Regions from separate parts of the Danio rerio genome. Here region 1 is linked to region 2. Evidence: chromatin contacts called from public Hi-C data. All regions are on one chromosome and are shown on one strand. The core of a region is the stretch at or near the end of the contact, and the rest is flanking DNA. Distances in the headings are between cores, read along the strand shown. Region 1 holds the start of tmem74 (transmembrane protein 74). Region 2 holds the start of rspo2 (R-spondin 2).

The links. Hi-C and Micro-C count contacts between places; a contact is called where the count stands out from the background.
Region 1: a contact with region 2 is called in a Hi-C map of embryo, with 2.2 times the contacts expected there. The contact joins the promoter of tmem74 here to the promoter of rspo2 in region 2. A contact is called at or near these places in 4 of 18 Hi-C or Micro-C datasets (caudal fin, embryo, hematopoietic stem cells and 1 more) and 1 of 4 datasets of contacts at active chromatin or transcription factors (caudal fin).

What each region holds. Positions count from the first base shown.
Region 1 is chr16:43,211,478-43,215,355 of GRCz12tu, reverse strand. tmem74 (transmembrane protein 74) reads left to right here and starts at 2,551. Exons shown (of 3, transcript XM_073926487.1): 1 at 2,551-2,632; 2 at 2,736-2,823. All of the region lies in intron 2 of trhra (thyrotropin-releasing hormone receptor a), which reads right to left.
Region 2 is chr16:42,957,584-42,961,565 of GRCz12tu, reverse strand. It overlaps rspo2 (R-spondin 2), which reads left to right and starts at 2,602. Exons shown (of 5, transcript NM_001281990.1): 1 at 2,602-2,704. The coding sequence starts at 2,602. LOC141378296 (a long non-coding RNA gene) reads right to left here and starts at 3,599. Exons shown (of 3, transcript XR_012392436.1): 1 at 3,264-3,599; 2 at 1-2,684.

The sequences.
Region 1 (3,878 bases), core at 1,302-3,801, 250 kb before region 2:
AACATAATAGTATTTGTTTTGAAACTGTATGTGGTTCCAAAAATGACATTCAATTTGACAACAAAAATAAACATAGTCACTTAATTTTTTAATAAAACAAAACATTCCCATAGCGAGGGGGGTCCGGTGGATCGAAAGACCCACCCCGTGTCTGACAAAGTCCAGAATTTGACACCTATATGAGCTCATTTGTCCCATTTTTGACAGTATGGCATCATAAATTGTGAAAATAGCCAATAGAAAAAGGCTTTAAAGGGGTGGTCCACTATAATAACATATTTTAAACTTTACTTGATATGTAATGTAGCTGTGTGAACATAAACAACATCTCTGAATGTAAGACGCTCAAAGTTCAATGCAAAGGGACACATTAGGTTTCACAGAGTTAGCTTAGCAAAGCCTACAGCGAACTTTGGGGACTATAAAAAATAAATCAGAGCTAGTGAGATTACAAGTCCGGTTCTGTGCATTCACCATGCAGAGAAAGCTAAAATGATGTCCAAATGCTGCTATTTCCACAGAGCTTGTTCTGTTTCTGTATTTGGGCTTCCAAAGAACATGACAGAGAGAGAAGTGCTTACAGTTTGTTTTAATAATGTTTAGAGATTTATACAAATATATAACAAGCATTAGACAAATGACAGCTTTCAGAATCTCTCCCAGTTCAGTGCTGTATTCGGCTAAAACTACGACTACAACTGACGACGCTGTGGATTGTGAGCCACAACCAGTATTTTAGGTACAACCAGGTATTTTTACTTGTTAAAATTGATCTATTACGTGCATATTTTCTAGTGTTAACGGTATGTTGTAGCGAGGACATAAACAAGGATGTAAACAATGGGAAATGCTGTTTGGCACTGATAACAATTTCGCTACAAATTCATATTTATCAGTCAAACTGCTGTAAACACACACAATCTTCAGCAGCACTGGAGTGTTTCTTTATGTGAAAATAAAAAGGGACATTGCACCTCATTTTCAGCTAAGTTAAAGGAAATGGCACTATAGTTAGCTAACATTTTCTTTCCCAAACACGCGTGTTAGATGCCTTTTACCAAACGTAAGTTAATGAACTGATTCTTTCACTATATTAGACTTTCACAATACAAAATTACAGACAACATGAGGGTGTGCTACTGATGACTGCATTGTTTTATCCCTCACCGCGTTACATAGGCTGAAGCAGGGCAGCCTCGCTTTCATGCTTAAAAATGGCGGCCGCGTGAACTAAGCGTATACAATCAGAGTAAAATAAATGAAAAAAATAACATGATTTTCTACAAATGAAGCATGGACACACATTGCCTTGCATCTTATAAACACAACCAAGCCTTAAAAATACACTGTGGACCATCCCTTTAAGAAGAATAACCAATAAAGTAACCAATAAAAGAAGGTTATTATTCAAATAGAAAATTCTGACTGAGGAAATTAGCTGGCCAGTTTGTTATTTGACTATAGGCTATAGTTTTTAATTTAGTTTGATTTTAAAACATTTTTTATTTTAAGTGTTGACAGATTCTTTTTTTGTTTTTTTTATGATGGATGATAGTAAATTAGCATTAAAAATAAGTCTTTTTTTATATTTCTAAAATTCTAAGCTCATTATTTTATATATAAAACTGTAATAACTTAGTTTAAATGCACATTTGTAAATAAATTTTTGAAAAAAAAATTGTATAAGCACTTTTACAAAAATGTTGGAAGTATTTTTGTAGCACCAAAAAGTGTGGAAATGATAACCACCCAACAAGTTAATCCAGCACAAATGACACTAATAGTCAGTATTTGAACCTTGAACAACTACATAAAGGTGGTTTTTAAGAACCACTCCTTTTAATAGGCAGGCTAGGGGCTTGCAAAATCATCATTAATTTAGTGCAGGTAGGCTATAATAAATCAGGCCAAGCTGGAAGTCGTATGTTTACAAGGTCATTTCGAAAAAACATGTGCTGGTATGAGCTGGTTGTGGAGATTAAATATAGATTATACAAACCTTCTTCAAACTGACCAGTAATCTTTCAAGCTCTGGAAGCACCGGAGAGCAGATGGTGTAAAATGGGTGTGGTTTAGCGCAGATTCTGCTCTTACTGGTTGTATTATGAAACTGTCTCCAAGCTATAGTTTCCAGTCATATGAAGAACAAAGAATACTTTTCACGTCGGAGAACTTCATTTCCCGTGGTTCAGATGCCATTTTAACCCTCATGAGATTTAGTTATCAACGCACGAGTGATGTACATCAGTGAGGCGTAGCTGAGAAGAATTGCAAACGTTACTATGGCAAAGATGTACTCATGAATATTCAAAAACCGGTTGCTCCACTATTGGAGCCTTGGATAGCAACGTCAGCCACGCCTCATTAAAATTCAATAAAAGAGACTTCGTTTAATGTTGAAATCTAAGCTACGTCAGGACAATTCTATTAATATTCACGCACAAACACTTCCCCATAGGAAGGAAAACGAGAGACGTCATCAGCACCTAGTGAATATTCATATTAAACCCTTTGCCATAGTAGAATTCGTAATTTCGCTATCAAGAGCTCAGTTCATCTTTAAAACGGAGCGTGGGAGGGAGAACGGCGGAGAGCAGCAGCCGGGAGGCCAAAATGTTCATCAAACGAAAAGGTATTAATCAAAAACAACTGCAAACAATGTGTGTTCCGTGCCTAAATATAGCGAGATGCTGAATGTGTGCTGTTTCTGCTGCTTTCTATACGGGATATTTTAGTACCTATTGATGAGTGCAACGATGCAGCCTGATGGACACGTGCCAAAACTACTGTAACGCCGTGTCTGTTATATACTCGTTTAAAACAGTAGGTTCTTTATATTCATGTGTTTATACAATCACTAGTATACGGTTTTGGCTGCTGCAGGTGATGGCTTTATTGTCTATTTTCGAGTTGACCGAATTTCAATTTGTTTTTATAAGCTACTGATGTTTGTTCTTGTGTTTTGGTTATTGATTTGATATGTATTGTGAATTTGAAAATGTATTAATGTTTGTAAACAACTTTGCATGACTTGGCAAATCATAAAAATAAGATTTTGCTTCTTGCAACATTTGTATGAAAAGTAGACTTATCTGTTCAGATAAAAATGTATCGAGATATCGATCTGTACTTTGAAGTGTAGTGTCTATATCCCCGTCGGCCGTTGAGTCTTGCGTTTTAAAGGGACTTATAGCTTATCTTGGGTTTTATACGGATTGCTTTGCTAATTGGATATTGAAGCGGTAGGGCTAATCAGTAACTTTAATCGTCTTTCATTAAAGAGGCAAGGATTTTGTTCAAATACAGCTTTGCTAACCCATTGTAGTCCACATAAATGGGTTACAGCAGTAAATAGTACGCATGAGTCACAGTTGAGCCTGAAATCGGGACACGTGCATTAACGTTACACTAGACTGACCTACAAAGACAAAATCCAGTTAAACTTTCTATAAATGAAATAAATAAATATAGTCTTTTCCAGTGATCCTTCCAGCGGCTGGAAGGGCATACTCTGCGTAAAACATATGCTGTAATAGTTGGTGGTTCATTCCGCCGTGGCGACCCCTAATAAATAAGGAACTAAGCCGAAGGACATTAAATGAATGAATATAGTCAACACTTGGTTAGAGTCAAATCGAGTGTCTTATGGTCTGGTAGATTGGTTTATCTCAACTATGTCAAGATTTAAAGGATATAAGAAAAATTTGAACGCTGATATTTTATAGAAACGTTGTATTTATTTATAGTTATATTATAGTAACAGTAACAGCTGGGTTACAGAAATAAAACTCAAACTTTTTTTGGTTAAAATGAACTGATAAATCTTTTAAAGCAGACTTATGTAGTGTAAGGTTGTTAATTGACAATATATGGTTTTG
Region 2 (3,982 bases), core at 1,353-3,852:
ATCTAAAACAACTGACGTCACCTTTACTTTCCCAGCGAGCAAGCGAGCGGGCGGGGAGGAAGAAGGGGGGGTGGGCTAAAGTGATTGGTTTACCGGTCCTGTGCCATGACACATTACGAAAATAAAACCCTCCTAGCCCTTAATTATCACATTCACCTTAGGAGTGCTGTCTCAGATGTTGTTTTAGTAAGACATCCAGACCAACAGCAGACGTGTGGCTGAGAAGGTTGTCCACCACAACGTCTGTCACTTCACTTAAAATAAATAAACAAACACCCAAACGAAAAGGTCAACGTAGGTTTTGGTTAAGAGGGCTACATAATCTTTCCCTTTTTCGCATTGTTCATTCCCTACTTGAAAAACGTTAGACATTTGTTCAAAAACAGGCCGCGTAATTAAAATATACAACGTATGTTCCCTAATAAATCCTTGTTTTCCAACTTGCAAATGCATTTTTACAAGAGGAGGCCTATATTTAGAGCAGGCTTTTCTGTAATATGAGATCATTATGGAGTCTTTCCCAAATGGAGAAGCTTTGGGGAATCACTTCAGGTGATTTTTATATTTAGGCAGTGCGCTTAAGTAAAGACCGAAAGGTGGTCTAGGGAGGAAAGCAACCTGATACGTCTTTAGTAATGAAGGCAGGTGAATAAATGTCTTCAGTAAGATGTTTGTAATGAGAAATGAAACTCTTTTGTGGTGTTCTGATAGAGACAAATAGCTGTCATATAATTAACATCGACTTTGTGAGAATTTCACTTTGATCTGAACATCAAAGGGGTCTGGAGGAGAGAGTGTCATCACTTAGAAATGACAAATGTTTTTTTTTCCTCTCTCTCTCTCGCACTTCTGAGGATCCTAACGTAAGGTCCGTGTGAAATATATCAAATGTTTATATTTGGACAGATGGACCATACCTAGGCTGTTGCATAACACCTGCTTGGTATACATCAGTACCTGAATCGGGTGCTGCACACCCTGACTAACTTGGAAGATTTCCAACTAATTAAAGCCAAAATATCAAGAGTGAGAACACATTTTGAGATGTAGATATATTGAGATTGAGAACATGGGTAAAAATGATATATAAATAAAAGATTAAGTGCCACACCTAGTGGTCAAGCTGGGTAAAACATTTCTTGGATTTCAAAGCAATTAATGTCCATTTTGGCAAAGAAGCTTCTTAAGGAGAATTGCCTTAGCAGTAATCCTTTTTCCATTTTAAATGGTCTAAAGATTTTTTTTTTAAATGATAATTTTAGAATCTCGTATTGAAATAATCTTGAAACTAGAAATGTGTTGTTTTTTTATGATAATATATCAAATAGTTGGCACTCTTAGATTTTGATTTTCTAAATGCCAATAAGCAGTTTCACATCATTACACCAGTGGGTCATATAAAATATGATTTTTACTTCTCTACATATGGTATTTTTAATTCTCAGTTCATTTTTGTTGATAAAACAAATAAACTATCGGTTTGGTTTTAGCAGATTTAAACAATTCCCAAAGCCTGGCCAAGCTGGTCCTCCAACGTAAAATAATCACTGAGAACTAGCAAAACCAGCTTAGACTATGTTTGTTTCTTCCAACTGAAGGAAGAAATTGAACTGGAGGTTGTTGTATAAATTACATTATGATTTATTATTTTTTTTATTAAGATAAATATTTCAGTTTATCCTTTGGATCAGAAAGTCACATTTAAACAATGTACTCATTAAAAATGTATTATTAAATCAATCCAATGCACTAGGACCCTGGGGAAGCTCATATGTGAGGTATAGATACAGTGGGAGAAATTCCATTTGTCATCTTCTAAAAGTTAAATAAGGAGGGGGGAGCAGCCCTCTCTCTGACCGAGGGGCTTCTGAAAGTGCTCCGAAAAGATCTTGGAGACTCCACGTGACAGCAGTGCCTATATAGCATCAGCACCAGTAGAGTGATACTCCATCACCAGCCGAGCACTGCAGCATATGCCACAGTTACACACACATCCTCAATGCACCTCAAGGCTTTATTCTAGAGTATTTGCAGACTGATGCGTCCATGTGTTTTCTGACTCTGTCTAGGAGACGAAAGGACTAAACTTTTTCCTGCGAGAGGGATGCTGGATGTTCCAAGTCTACTTTGGCATTCGGAAGGAACTTGATGTATAGGCTAAGTTTCTCTTTTTTGGAGTGGACTCGCGCAGGTATATTTCTTTGCTCCGCGCGTCTCGTTTGAGGGCATCCATCGCGTCCCGTGCGCTCTTGGAGATTCGAAGTTCTCTTGAATGAAATAGTTCACTCGCAAACACGTACATCCATTAAGCTGTGCTTGTTGGTCAAATAACCTTAAGTTTAAAGCTGTTTCACTTTTCACAGACACTTTTGGACGTTATAAAAGCGCGTTTCGCTCTCTAAAATGACATTAACCGGTGGCGAGAAATGGTGTTTTCTCTACCCTTCTAATGTGTGAGACAGCCGAGTCCGGACTCCTCAACTCCCCGTTCCTCTGTGGAAAAATATACATATTGAAAGCTCATATACGGACCCTGAAGGCTCGTGGCGAGTACCTTTGACGCTTTCTACCGTGAGTCGGGACATTCATACAGCCGCCCAGATGCAGTTTCGCCTGTTCTCATTTGCGCTGATTGTGTTGAACTGTGTGGACTACAGCCACTGTCAGACGCAGCAGTCCCACCGCTGGAGAAGAAACAAAAGAGGTGAGTGAACTGTACATGTGGCTTTGATAGATGCTTTATTAATTCACCAATTAGTCTTTTAGTTGACGCTTCTGTACGGACACTGATTTACGGTGCGCTTATGAGAGGGACAGATGACCCACCTGGTGCTGCTTCTCACAAAATTAGCATAACTGAAGTTACGCTTTTACAGTAGTTTCTGTCATTTTGGTTTTATGATGGAAGGGATGGGAACGCCACAGATTTAACGTTACAGTATAGTTTATTAAGTTGGAGATAGCCTAATCGTCAATTTTATAAGATGGTCGGTACTAGAGCTCATGGTTCAGTGATGTTCATGAATAATTTAATGTGTTCTTTTCGGCTATCCAACCCATCACAGGTCAACTTCTCCAAGTTTTAGACATCCACTGTTGCCAAAACGTTGAATCAATTCACCTTTACGTAAACGTTGAGGTGTTTTAAAACTTGTGTTCGACGACTGAATCAAAAGTTGTACATTTCTACATAAGTTAGCCTACCTGACCGGTTTTTAAATGTGTATTTGTAAAAATCACTATTTGCTATAACTTAACTTTACCGTTATAAAGTTTGCATCGGAAATCCTGACACTGCGAGTCCTGTGACAAATCAAAGATGATAATTATAAAGTTGCAAAAACGTGAAAAAACGTCTTTGTCTTTAAATGGGATCCTCGTGTGACGCCGATGATTTTGTTGTCAATTTCGCGCCTTCTGAAATGAGGATGTATTTAAAACTCACATTTACCTAACTTGAAATGAAATTTTGGTTCATTAACATTAAATTTCGCACAAGCTGTTTAAATACACCGCCCACAATAAAAACATCACATTTAAACGTTTAAGTAAGCTAGAGAAGTCCTGCTGTAACCATAGTAACAGTTAGCCGTTGGAGTGATTTCCATAAAACAATAGACACTACTTTTACTAAAGGTATGTAACAGTCTTTAAAACTATAAAACTGGTGTCAAACATTAAAATGTGAGGTATATATTTAATGTGAAATGTTCTAATTCAAAATCGATTAAGATAAAACGATTAGTAAGTTTAGTAAAATAAATGCGGTGTGCGATATTGTATCTTATATCTTGTCCAGAAAATAACTGACATGTTAAAAAGCCATTGAATAACTCTCACACTTTATTAAAACGTTTATTTTATGTTGTCAAATCTCATTATGTTGAGCTGAGTTGATTGGCATTAATTTGTAGGAGATTAGTGAAAACACTATGTATGAATAATCTTTAAGAATCTGGCAAAATCTCTAATACAGAGTTTA